Regions from separate parts of the Sus scrofa genome. Here region 1 is linked to region 2. A link is a contact called in public promoter capture Hi-C data. All regions are on one chromosome and are shown on one strand. The core of a region is the stretch at or near the end of the contact, and the rest is flanking DNA. Distances in the headings are between cores, read along the strand shown. Region 1 holds the start of MED20 (mediator complex subunit 20). Region 2 holds the start of TFEB (transcription factor EB).

Region 1 (6,269 bases), core at 2,786-5,285, 150 kb after region 2:
TTTCTCAGTGGGTTAACGATCCGGCGTTGCCGTGAGCTGTGGTGTAGGTTGCAGACGCGGCTTGGATCCCGCGTTGCTGTGGCTCTGGCGTAGGCCGGTGGCTACAGCTCCGATTCAACCCCTAGCCTGGGAACCTCCATATGCCGCGGGAGCGGCCCAAGAAATAGCAACAACAACAAAAAAGACAAAAAGACAAAAAAAAAAAAAAAAAATCAATGAATTCTGGAGTTCTTGTGGCTCAGTGGGTTAAGAACCCAACTAGTATCCATGAGGATGTGAGTTTGATCCCTGGCCTTGATCAGTGGGTTAAAGAATCTGGCATTGCTGCAAGCTGCGGCGTAGGCCAGGAGCTACAGCTCCAACTGACCCCTAATCCAGGAACTTCCACATGCCACAGGTACGGCCAGAAAAAGAAATGAAAAACAAAACAAACAAAAAACTAATGAATTCAGAAACACATTGGCCACATGCCCAAGAATACCACCCTTAGCAGAAGAACAGAAAGACTTCAATGAATGAATGTGAACGTCTGTTAAGTCCAAGCCAGGTTCCAGCCATCCCAGAGATCCATCGCTCACTGACCTTGGCTGCCAAGGGTAGAGGCAGCAGTGTGGTAGGTCTCACAGTCCACACAAAATGTTCCTTGCTTCTCTGCCCCAAGCATCTCCAATTTCCGGGTGAGTAGCTCCACAGTCTGCTGGACACTCTTGCCCTCGGCCACAGGCATCTGGGACACACTGGAAGGGAGGGGACCAAAATCATTATGCACATGGACTCACGTGAGCCAGTCGCAGGATCACAGCTCATCAGGGCCAGGTGTCAGCTTAGACACCGTCAACCCAACCCCCTCATAAAGACAAGGAAATAGAGGCCCACAGTCCCTGGGGCTCTGCTAAGAACCAGAGCTTGGTCTTAGGAGTCTCACACATTTGCAGAGAACAGCCTACTGCACCTGCATTTCCCAAGTGTGGCATGTGTGCCAATGTTTTAGGTGGCACACAGAGCGAGCATTCAGTGACACTAAGTCATGTGATGAGAAAGGAATTTACTCTGTGTTTCTTTCAGTTCTGACTCCATCAAGGAGAAAGCCTCCATTTGGGGTTACTGTGTTTTTACTAACTCTCTAACACTTTGAACGAAAGCTGTCCAGCACAGGAGCCACAAGCCATGTGCGACAGAAATGAAAACTTCAACTCTTCAGTTGCACTGCCCACATTTCAATAGCTCAATAGCCACAAGTGGCTAGGAACTGGTGTACCGGACAGTGACATAGAACATTTTCATCAATGAAGAAAGTTCTAAGGATCCTTGGATCAAAGAGAAAGCAAGCCTCAAGTTTCTAATCTTTGAGAGTGAGAGGCAACAAGAATTTAGCCAAAACAATGAGATAAAAAGTTATTTCCAAGATTTCCTTCTATGGAGAGTGCAACTGGCTTCTACTTTAAGTGGTAGGTAATAATTACCAAGCACCAACTATGAGCCAGGCAGTGCCCAAAGCCTTTAGATGAATTAACTTGCATCAGCCCTATAAGACACAGCATAATCATTTCTTCATTACAAATGAGAAAACTACTGAACAGAGAGGTTGAGTAACTGGCACAAGGTCATACTGCTTAATGCAGTGTAGTCAAGTGAGGTGGCTCCGTGTCCATGCTCTTAAATGCTCCACCGAAAGCTTTCCAAGTTCCCACTGTGGTTAAGGATCAGCATTGTCTCTGTGACGGCATGGGTTTGATACTGCCCTGGGGCAGTGGGTTAAGGAACTGACATTCCCACATTTGTGGCACAGCTTACAGCTGTGACTCAGATTCAGTCCCTGGCCTGGGAACTTCCATATGCCTCGAGTGCAGCTGAAAGAGGAAAAAAAAAAAAAAGAATGCTTTCCTAAGGATACAGTTGTCTGTTAAAATACTTATAAGGAAAAAAACAGAATCAAAAGAAAGCATTAGGAGTTCCTGTCGTGGCGCAGTGGTTAACGAATCCGACTAGGAACCATGAGGTTGTGGGTTCGATCCCTGCCCTTGCTCAGTGGGTTAAGGATCCTGTGTTGCCGTGAGCTGTGGCGTAGGCCAGCGGCTACAGATCTGATTAGACCCCTAGCCTGGGAACCTCCATATGCTGCGGGAGCGGCCCAAGAAATGGCAAAAAGAAAAAAAAAATTAAAAAAAAATAAATAGTTCAAGTGCTATGAAGTTATATAAAAATCATAAAGACAATCATTATGTGGCTGAATTTTGGGAGGTACTGCATTACTTTATGACCAATTATGATCAACTAAAGGAAAATATAAAAACAGACCCCTGCTGTTGCTACAAATTGTCAGTAATCTCCATCAGGAAGAGCACTAACAAGCCACAATGATGATGGCCTTTATTTTGAAAAATAAGAGAATCCCTTAGATGATACAACTGGGGTCCAAAGTACTAGGAATCTGAAAAGTCGAGAAGGGTCCCAACAGAGGGCCTTTTCCCTCTGTCTGCCTTCTGCACTGAAGGAACAGGGGCTTCGGAGTTCTGCTCGTGGCTCAGCGGGTTAAGAATGTGACCAGTATCCATGAGGATATGGGTTCGATCACCTAGCCTCGCTCAGTGGGTTAAGGATCTGGCGGTGCCATGAGCTGTAGTGTAGGTTGCAGATGCAGCTCGGATCTGGCATTGCTGTGGCACAGGCTGGCAGCCACAGCTCTGATTCAACCTCTAGCCTGGGAACTTCCATGTGACACAGGAACGGCCCTAAAAAGAAAAAAAGAAGAAGAAAAAAAAAAAGCTGTAGGAACAGCCCTAAAAAGAAAAAAAGAAAAAAGAAAACAAAAACAAAAACAAAAACAACAACAGGGGCCTCACAGCAGAAACTGACACAATGTTGTAAATCAACTATATTTTAATTTAAAAAAGAAAAGAAAAAAACAACAGGGGCTTCCAGGATTCCATGCCTCTGCGGAGGAAACTTTTCATCTCCATTCTTCACATCCTCCTTACACTAAAAGACTTCCAAAGAGGCTCATGATGTCAACTGCAGGAAGCAAATGTGCAGTCACTGACAAGTGTGCAAGACTTGGGTGACTGGGAGGAAGAATTCCCACAGGCTCTTTTCTTATATGAAGACTCTATAGCCACTGACTCCTGATACCCTGGCCTCTAGCCCTCTCTGATTGGAAAGATGCTCCAGATACCTTTTTTTTTTTTTTTCTTTTAAGCCCTGAAATCTAGCATTTTGGAACTAATGCCTCCAAGAGCATGAGGCCCATATTTCCCTGCACTCTGACTCATAACACGTTACAGATATTAAGTCCACAGAAACTAAACCAAGCATGTAATTAAACATAGTAGGAAACAGGTTCTGAGGAGGTGATGTGCCTAACATCCCAATCTCCTAACTCCCAATAGCTTCTTTTTTTCCCCCTCTAGACCCGAGATCTTAAAATGGCCAAATTAGAACTAGACACAGGCTGGTCTAACTGCATTTAGTGGCCATAGGGAAGGGCAAAAACCTAAAAAAGATACTGCCTTCAATGTTGTCTATCTCCCTCCCCACAACCCATCCAACCTTGACTGCAGATGGGTCCTAAACCCGACATACTATTTCCGACCCCAGGCAGTACTGTGGGATGACGAGCAGGAAGAATATACCAAGAAAAACGGAAGGAGGTACGCGACCACTGGTGGATTCTTAAGATAAAAATTTTTAACCTGCCACCTTTGAGAAAGAAGGGGCGCATCTCCGAGGAAAAAGGCCCGCAGATTTCGCAGCCCTCACAGTGGTCCCCTCACCCACACAACTCGAGGGCATCTCTCTCAGACCCTGATCCCGATCCTCCTCTCGGGGACACTGGAGGCTCCACCGGCCCTTCACCACCCCAAGCTTCGCCCCACGAAATCCCTTGAAGTCCTACCAAGTCACTCCCATGATGTTAGGCCAGGAAGATGACAGTACTGAACAGCTGATACGCAGTGCTCTGCTGCAGCCCACGCGAGGTGAAACCACCGACCTAACGAAAGCTTCGGTAGTAGGAGGTGCTCCGGAAATAACGTAAAAAGTGCGAGTCCCTTCGGCGGCCACGAGGAACGGGGCGTACAGGCGCCTCCAGTGACGTCACTGCAGGGCTCCGCCCCCTAGGCTTGCAGCTCGGGGACTTCCTATTCGACAAATCACCCCGGGCCTAGATTCATGAAGCTAAGAAAGCGTGGCTTGGACTGCCACTGCTTAGAGAAGGCGATGTTAATTGCAATGAGTTTATTCGGGAGTCCAGCTCCAGGACTCAGGAGCTCTATCAGGGGGTGGGGCGGGGATGGTGGCAGGTCCGGCCTCCGAACACCAGGGGGCGCTGTAATCACCGTCTGGCCTCTGGGGAGTTCCCTGCGCCGGCGCACTCAGAGCTTTTCCTCTGTCCCCACATGTGAAACTTCCCGGCGAGGTTTTCTAGCGAAATGCCCAAACTCAAGGCCGCCCGCGGGGCCGAGGGTCAGGAAAAGCATGCGCCCCTGGCCGACCAAATCCTGGCTGGGAATGCGGTGCGGGCGGGGACCCGGGAAAAGCGGCGGGGTCGCGGAACCGGAGAAGAGGAGGAGGAGTACGTGGGGCCTCGGCTGACCCGACGGATTTTGCAACAAGCGCGGCAGCAGCAAGAGGAGCTCGAGGCTGAGCATGGGACCGGGGACAGGCCGGCGGCACCTCAAGATCGCACCACGCGGCTGGGTGAGTAGCGAGAGTGGGTGCGAGAAAGAGGATGGGTAGTTGGTAGTGGTAGGCTGAAAAGTGTCCGGCAGGATAATAGTTTGGAATTAAAAAAAAAAAAAAAAACCCAGGGGGGCGTATTACACTCTAGCAAAGGTAATGGAATGGGAGACCCAGCCCTGGCCGGATTTAGGGTGGCTGGAGACCTTCACCTAAAAGTTGAGAGTTAAGTTTTATTTGGAGCAAAATTAGGACCTAGGCCCGGGAGACAGAATCTCAGGTAGCACGGAGGAAACCGGTGCGAGGAGGGGAGCTAGGATATGAGGCAGGTAGTGTTGCCAAAACTCTGTCTCTGTCCTCCGATGCCCAGTTGAAGCACAGAGACAGGGTTTTGGGTGAAGAAGAAAAAGATATCTCTATTGCTCTGCCAAAGGAGGGCCAGAGCAGGTTAGTGCCCTAAAGACTATGGTCCCCTTGAGAGAGATTAGGAGATGGTTTTACAGTGTAAGAGTGGAAAATAGAGCCGCAGTTAAGGACCAGGGTCGAGGCAAACTTGCACGGTTTCTCACGCTCCTGTTTAGTGGCCCCAGGACTGGTTCTGGTGGTCCTCCTTTTTTCCACTGAAGAATGCTTCATACTTCATCAAGTAATAGTTCTGCAGAAGGGCTCAAAGATACTATGTATATTCCTTGAGGAGGAATCTGGACCTGCCCCAAGGTTGCACTATTGTCTCTGTTTTTTGTTTTTTTTTTTTTTTGCTTTTTAGGACCGCACCTGTGGCATATGGAGGTTCCTGAGCTAGGGGTCCAGTCAGAGCTGCAGCTGCTGACCTACACCACAGCCACAGCAATGCCAGATCCAAGCCATGTCTGTGACATGCATCACAGCTCATGGCAACACCAGATCCTCCAAGGCCAGGGATCAAACCCGCATCCTGGATGCTGGTTGGGTTCATTACCACGGAGTCACAAAAGGAATTCCTGTACTATTGTCTTTTAACTGTTCCTCCCCAGTCTCTGCATCCTCACCCTCCCCTGATTAGCAACTGTGTGAACCTGCCCTTTGGAACTCTGAGAAGGTCATGGAGGCTGAAGTTTATTTCCCAAAACAAGAAATGGATGACACAGAAAGGCTTGTGCCCAGGAGCCCCATGGGGCTCTGCTCAGTTACAAGACCTGAAACGGGGGAGTTTCTGCTCTGAGCAGAAAGAAGGATACCGTTTAAGGGCTAAAGAGGGAAAGAGATTAATTAAAAGAGGGTCAGTTTTTCCTTACTAGGCTGGGAGTATTGACCTCCAAGTTGCTTGTTTAGTCCAGGTCTCAGATCTCATCTTTCATTTGCCCTGTGAGCCATGTTCACAGTGAAACACTAGCCTCCTGGCTGCAGGATCAAGATTAAAGACATCACATCCCAGTTTTACTACTTCCTGACATCTCAGTATCCTTTGCTGGCTCCTCTTTTGTCCTCCACTTTTTTTTTTTTTTTTTTTTTTCCCTTAGTTCCCAGGCCTGGGATTGAACCCAAGCCACCACAGTGACAGGTCCTTGGACCTCTTAACTTGTGTTCACTTTTTTGGTGCTGTCATCAGTTTCAAG
Region 2 (6,785 bases), core at 1,142-3,641:
GGAGAGATCACCTGAGGAGGTGTCCCCAACCCCAGCACCCTCTCCACGGGGCCTGGAACCAGGAGACCCGGGTTCCCATCTGGCTGCCTTTCAGAGAGCAGAGCTGAGGGCAAAACAGCACTGCAGCTGGAACCGGCCTTGTAAACTGTAAGCAACGTTGGCTGCCCTCCCAGACAAGCAGAGCGCAGAGTCACCCCAAACAGTCATTCATTTACACTCTCTGCTTCCCAGTTCTCCCTTCCCAGGACGCAGGCAGAAAGAAGGGGACCGAGAGAGTTGCTACTGTTCCCAAGCCCGGGGAACTGAGGCATGGTCCCAGCACACCTCAGACCACCCGGTAGGTAGGGCTGAAGGCAGCCAGCCCTTCCCTGCTATGACCTCCTCTGGCCAGCCTGTAACTAGTGCTGGTTGGCTGGCTCCCAGACTGTGACCTCCCCGAGGGCAGGGCCTGGGGGCTGTCTCAGGCTGGGCACAGTGAAGGGCTCAGGGGGAACAAGCCAAGGACCCAAGAACTGCATTCTGATCTGCGGGGACCTGCAGGTGGCAGCCCTGGAGGACACCAGAGACCAACCCCCTACCTCCCCCTCCACCCCTAGTTACCCAAGGATGCCAGGTCTTGGGCCAGTGCAATTTCAGCCAGGAAGGTCCTGAGCCCACATCTCAGAGGTATCACCGGGGAGGCCTGCCCCAGCCTTGACCTCTTCCTCACTCGACTAAGCACCCCTCATTCAGGGTGGGAGGCGGTGGGAGCTGGGCGGCAATTTACGGACACTTCCTCAGGGAACGCTAAGCCAAAGCGCTAAAGTTTAGCCCAGAAACTGTTCGCTCAGAACCATCCCCCAGAACGGACGGGGGGGAGGGGGGAGGACGGCAGGCGCGGATCGGGCATCGGAGAAATACTCGGCGGTGAGGTGCTGGCTGAAATGAGGAGAGAGTGGGGGAGCCCTGGGCTGTGCGGGCGCTCGCGCAGACGAGCCCCGCCCCGAGCGCCCTCCCTCTCTCTCCCTGGGCGCGGGGCTGGGGCGCACCAGGCGGCTGCGGCGCGAACCTGCTCGCGCAACCCTGAGCAGCTCGGGGCAGCCGTGCGTGAAGCCAGAACCCCGGGCGGGAGGGGGCCGAGGGGCGGGGGCGCCTAGCTGGCATCAGCCCGCTCCCTTCGAGGAGGCGATTAGCTGATCGGGGTACCGGGAGGGGGGAGAAGGAGCGCTGACTTGGGGGCGGGACAGCCTCGGGTTGGGCGGTGCGGACTCAGGGACTCGGGGGAAGGGGGCGTGTTTTCCGGGATTCGGGACTGAGACGGAGGGGGGGTACTCGGAAGGCGGGCAGATGGCTGGGAGTTCCAGGGAAGGCAGAATCCGGGGCGCGCGGTGGGTGAGCTCTGGGGTTGGGGTCCCCTAAGGTCATGGAATAACGCAAGAGGGAGAAAAAGACGGCGCTCGGGGATGCCACAGGACGCGGGTAGGGGCGGCTTCTTCTAGAGACGAGGGGGAGGAAGGGACGGGAAGGGAGGGAGAGATGGTACTTCCACCACCCCCCCCCCCCAGCAGCCCAGCCCCCGGGGCGTGGCGCCGCTCCGGCCCTCCCACTCCCCGGACCATCCAGGCAGGGCCTGGCCTGGCCGGACTCGTCCCCCGCACACCTCCCCTACCTCCGGCTCCCTCCCCCGTGCCACCCGCCCCAGCCGCGTCCGGTGGAGAAGAAGTGGGCGCAGGGCCCACACGCCCTCAAACTTCTTGCAAGTTCACTCCCACGCCTCCCGCCCCTTAGACTCCCAGCTCCCGGGCCGGGAAGGCCCATGCCCGCCCCGGCCCCTCCCGCCTGGTTACATAAGGTCTCAGAGAAGCCGCCCCCCGGCCCAGGCCTGAAGGGAGGGGCTGGAGGGGCTCCCGAGCACCGCGGGCAGCGCCGCCCCGGCCATGCGCCGGGCGTCCCGGGCTAGACAGACAGCGGGGCGGGTGGCAGAGCGGCGCACACGGTCTCGCTCCCCTTTCTAGCCGACACCCCCACCCACCCACCTGTCTCCCGGACCCACGGGATCGGAGCAGGGGAGCCTGGGTCGGGGGTTCCGGGCCCTCCGCTCACCTCTTGCCCCCTGGTACCGCTCACCTATCTCTGAAGGTCAATCCGTCCGCCTCCCGCGCCCCGCGGCTCTGGCAACTTGTCCCAAGTTCAGGTGTCCGGCCCGTGAGCTGCGCCGGCCGCCCCCTCCCGGGCTCCTCCGGCTCCGCGCCACTAGGGAGGCCCGCCCAGTCTGCCCTTCCCTCTGCAGTCGGCGCCGCCGCCTCTCCCTACGTCCAGCCTGCGGCCGCCGCCTCCGCTGTCACCGAGCCCCGCGCCCGGCGCCGGGGCTCCTGCTGTCACTCGGCATCCACTTCCCGCCGCGCCCGGCAGAGGGCAGCATCGGATACTGCGGCCCCGCCCCGCCCCGCCCCGCCCCTCGCCGGCCTGCCGCGATGTCCGCTGGGAAATGTAGTCCTCCCTGCGGCTCCGATAGGCACGCCGGGATTTGTAGTACCGCTCTAGTCCAGCCTCCTATAGGGACTTGGCATTTAATTTGGAAACTTTGTTCCAATTCGTTTCTATCCCTTGTGCAAGTTTTCTTTCTCTTTTCAGTAAGTGATGTCCGAACCACAGCTTACTACAGTACACCCTGTGGCCCATCTGACCCCCAAGGAGAGGCCTACAGCAGGAGTCTAGGAAAATTAGTTGTAGAGTTCCAGATGGTGTGCTGTTGCCATAGAAACCCTCTCTGTCAAACCTCAGTTTCCCTCCTAGTTTGGAGTGGGGTACCAGGCCTGGATCTTGAGCATAAGGGACAAGTTTGGTCAGTGTGGTGAAGGAAATATGACTGTAAAATTGAGCCCACCTCCCCTCCCATGAGTTCTCCATTTATACCCTCTTCCCACATAGACCTCATTAGCCCAATCTTGTAGGTACCCCACCACCACCACCACCACCACCGCCATGTGGCCGAACAGAAATTTCCTGCCTGCTGGAAGTTACAGGATACTGAGCTATCTATCATTCTCTGCTTTCTCCTCCTCTCCATACCATCTTGTCCCCCCACCCCACCCCATGTCCTAAGGATTACAAGGATGATGTCCAGAAGGACAAGACCTCTTGCTCATGTGGTTAGAACAAAAAGGCTTGATTTTCATTTTCATGTAATTCAAGTAGCAAAGTCCATGGTTAAGAGCCAGGCCCTGGGACATAGGAGTCTGAGTGAAGATATGATCAGCTTGACTCAACCCAGATCTTTGGAAACCCTCCTGGAAACAGGTTCTGGTGCCATCAGCCACCTCCCTAAAGGACCCATGACAGTTACAAGTGCACATCAGCATCCAGCCTTCCTCTGAAAACTCCTAGTGCAAACCTGACCATAGATAAGAAGGAGGCGGCCTAGATTTAGGAGACGTTGGCCCTCTAGTCACACTGCTAGTACACATGCCTGGGGTCACTCGGGTGGTCGTTTGGTAAAGTGCAGAGCATTGGATTGTCCATTACAAAGGAACACCCTGCTTCAAGGCCACTGTCTTCCCTCTCCGGAGAGACACTGTGGACTTCCAAGCTTTGAGGGATACGGGGCCCATCCCCAGGCCCTACCTTCTGCCCTATTTCCCTGAGAACATCAGTGCCCCACTGCAAACCTCCTAGAAACTTGGGGAGACCATGATCCAGCAGGAGCCAACTGGCCCTTGGCTCTCATTCCCCCCATTCCCTGAGACCAAGAGCTGCCATGCAGCCACACCTGCCCTCTAGAAACAACAGGCTGGTCAGCATGGAGAAGAATGATTTATTGTTAGAGCAAGTCCAGAGTCCAGAGAAGGAAGGCTGAATGCAGTAAGGAAGTGCAGAGAGAACCCCCTGTAGGGTGGGGTGCCGAGAAGGAAAAGGGGACCCAGGTGTCCAGGGGCTGAGTCTAGGCAGCGGTGGCGAAGCCCACCCTGTTGTTGCCCAGGTCGAAGACGGAATAGTAGGACCTGAGGAAGACGTCCCCGAGGATCCACAGGGGCTGGCCATTCTGGGAGGACACGTAGGTGGGCTCGACCCCCACCATGCAGAAGCCGTCCTCCTGCACAACACAGAAGAGCGACGCTCAGACACCTGCTCACCCGTAGATGGCACCGCTCAGCCCAGAGCCCCAGAGCAGCGGCCCAGATGCAGAAACAGGCCAGCTAGAGCTTCTGGAAGGCTCACAGGCCAGCTGAGCTGCCACAGCCAGGCCTGGTGGAAGATTCTGGCACAGGTGAGAGCAGGCTGCCATGGCCCTCCCTCTGGGGGGACCTCCTTGACCCCCTCCTGCTCCTGATTTGGAGCAGGTCAGCTTCATGGAAAGCCTTGGAACCAGACCAACTCGGGTTCAAACCTGACTTTGCCCTGATCAGCTGTGCAGCCTGGGGTCCGTTACTTAACCTCTCTGACCCTCCAGGTTTTTACTTGTAAAATAGAAATTAGTGCCTTCCTCACTGAATGCTGTGATGTGTGAGCAGGATGACGTTAAGTGCTTCACTCAGTGGCTGACCCTAGTCAGTGAGGCAGCTGGGCCTCAGGCCCCCGCCGCACAAATTAATAATAATTATTAATAATAGATGACATGCTGCTGTTTCACAGCCTCATTCCAGAGAAGGGGGTTTAGACTCAATGAGTGGAGAAACGAAATCAGTGCCGCAAGGCGTCAAGAAATGGTGCAGGTAGAAACTCCTGCTGTGATGCAGTGGGCTTAAGAATCCAACCACAGTGGATCAGGTCGCTGACTGCAGGGATGTGGGTTTGATCCCTGAACTGGGAACTTCCGCACGGCTATTAAAAAAAAGAAGAAGAGGAGGAGGAGTTCCTGCTGTGGTGCAGTGGAAACGAATCTGACTAGTATCCATGAAGACGCAGGTTCGATCCCTGGCCTCACTCAGTGGGTTAAGGATCCAGCATTGCTGTGAGCTGTGGTGTAGGTCAAAGACGCGGTTTGGATCCCGTATTGCTGTGGCTGTGGCATAGGGCAGTGGCTGCAGCTCCAGCTCCAATGTGACCCCTAGCCTGGGAACCTCCATATGCCACAAGTGCAGACCTAAAAAGCAAAAAAAAAAAAAAAAAAAAAAAGAAGAAGAAGAAGAAGAAGAAGAAGGAAGGAGAGAAATGACACAGATAAGGAACCCAATCATTTCTGACTCCTCATCCCCCTCCTCCCACCCCGATGGTGTCCCCACTGGCTCAGCTTGCACAGGACCAGGACTTACCTCGAGGATGTAGGCGGAGGGTGGCAGAGGGAACTCCACACCATTGATGATGAAGGTGAAGGTGGGCAGGCTCTGGATGTCTTTACAGTCCACGAGAAACTGCAGAGAGGAGCAGGGCCCAGCTGCCTCATCTCCCCCCTGAGAGTCCCCACCAGCCCCACCACCTCAGCCCCTGTGGTCCCAGACCTGAGCCGCAGGCCCGCGTGTGGATTAGAAGTTACATCACCAATAATGCTGTTTTTATACATGAGGGCGCGCATATACAGTGGGTGGGATGTGGGGAGAACTGAGCATCTTTCTCCCAAAACATGCCTCTGGCCTGAATTTCCCCCACAAAGCCCATCCATCCACCAGTGTGCGTGGGAATGCATTATTATTTTTTTTAATTCAATGAAGTTTATCAAATTTATAGTTGTGCAACCAAGGAATGCATTCATTAGGCAAACCTTGGGTGCGCTCAGGAGGGGTTGGGGATCTGTGGAGGTGACAGAGGTATGGATTGAAGGGTTGTCCCTAGTCACTCACAGACCTGGCCTCACATTCTAGTTACTCCGCTCTTACAGCGAAGCCCGGTGGGGGTTTAACCTCTTTCCTCTCAGGGGCTGAAGCTCAGGGAAATCCAGCCTAGTAGTGACCTCCTCACACCCCTTAAGCACAAGCATCTGGCCCCATGAATCAGCCTTCAGGCCCCCAGGAGCCCCCGGCCCCAGGCATCCCAGCCTTGGGGCGGCTAGAAGCATGGAGGCCAAGAATCAGGCTATTCTGGTGCTCCCGGCAGCAAGCACAATTGCCCCCTGGCTGTCCACGCCTCCGCCACACGCACCTCTCCGTACTCGTTTTCCTCGGCCCCCGTGGCCTGCACGAGGTCACTCAGGTAGTCCTGGGGCACGGTGAGCAGAGACGTGCCGGTGTCCACAATGGCCTGGCAGCCCTCAGAGCACCAGCCAGAGGCCTCATCACCAATGAGGAACCTGGACAGTGAGGAGATGGGGGGCGTCAGCACCTCCCAGCTCAGGGTAGCTGGGGGTCGGGGGACAGCCAGAGGATCAACGGGCACCTCAGGAAGATACGGACTCTGCAGAGGCCAATCCAGCCACCCCCTGGCTTCATAGCAGAGTCTGTCAAAGGCCACCTGAATGGCCATGGAATCTCTTTCTTTTTTTTTTTTTTTTTTTTTTGTCTTTTGTCTTTTTTGTTGCTATTTCTTGGGCCGCTCCCGCGGCATATGGAGGTTCCCAGGCTAGGGGTTGAATCGGAGCTGTAGCCACTGGTCTACGCCAAAGCCACAGCAACGCGAGATCCAAGCCGCGTCTTCGACCTACACCACAGCTCACGGCAACGCCGGATCGTTAACCCACTGAGCAAGGGCAGGGACCGAACCTGCAACCTCATGGTTCCCAGTCGGATTCGTTAACCACTGCGCCACGACGGGAACTCCTGGAATCTCTTTCTTAAAAGCTCCAAGGATGGGACTTCCCATCGTGGCGCAGCGGAAACAAATCCAACTAGGAATCATGAGGTTGCGGGTTCGATCCCTGGCCTCGCTCCGTGGGT

The links. Promoter capture Hi-C pulls out the DNA fragments that hold promoters and counts their contacts.
Region 1: a promoter capture Hi-C map of liver shows a contact between it and region 2, with 2.4 times the contacts expected there. The contact joins the promoter of MED20 here to the promoter of TFEB in region 2. A contact is called at or near these places in 1 of 5 promoter capture datasets (liver) and 1 of 2 datasets of contacts at active chromatin or transcription factors (alveolar macrophages).

Annotation. Positions count from the first base shown.
Region 1 is chr7:37,070,115-37,076,383 of Sscrofa11.1, forward strand. It overlaps MED20 (mediator complex subunit 20), which reads right to left and starts at 4,036. Exons shown (of 4, transcript NM_001206352.1): 1 at 3,893-4,036; 2 at 583-737. The coding sequence starts at 3,906. BYSL (bystin like) reads left to right here and starts at 4,403. Exons shown (of 7, transcript NM_001130731.1): 1 at 4,403-4,695. The coding sequence starts at 4,428.
Region 2 is chr7:36,918,496-36,925,280 of Sscrofa11.1, forward strand. It overlaps TFEB (transcription factor EB), which reads right to left and starts at 2,392. Exons shown (of 9, transcript XM_021098675.1): 1 at 2,083-2,392. It overlaps PGC (gastricsin), which reads right to left. Exons shown (of 9, transcript XM_005665970.3): 7 at 6,055-6,202; 8 at 5,232-5,330; 9 at 3,774-4,072. The coding sequence ends at 3,920.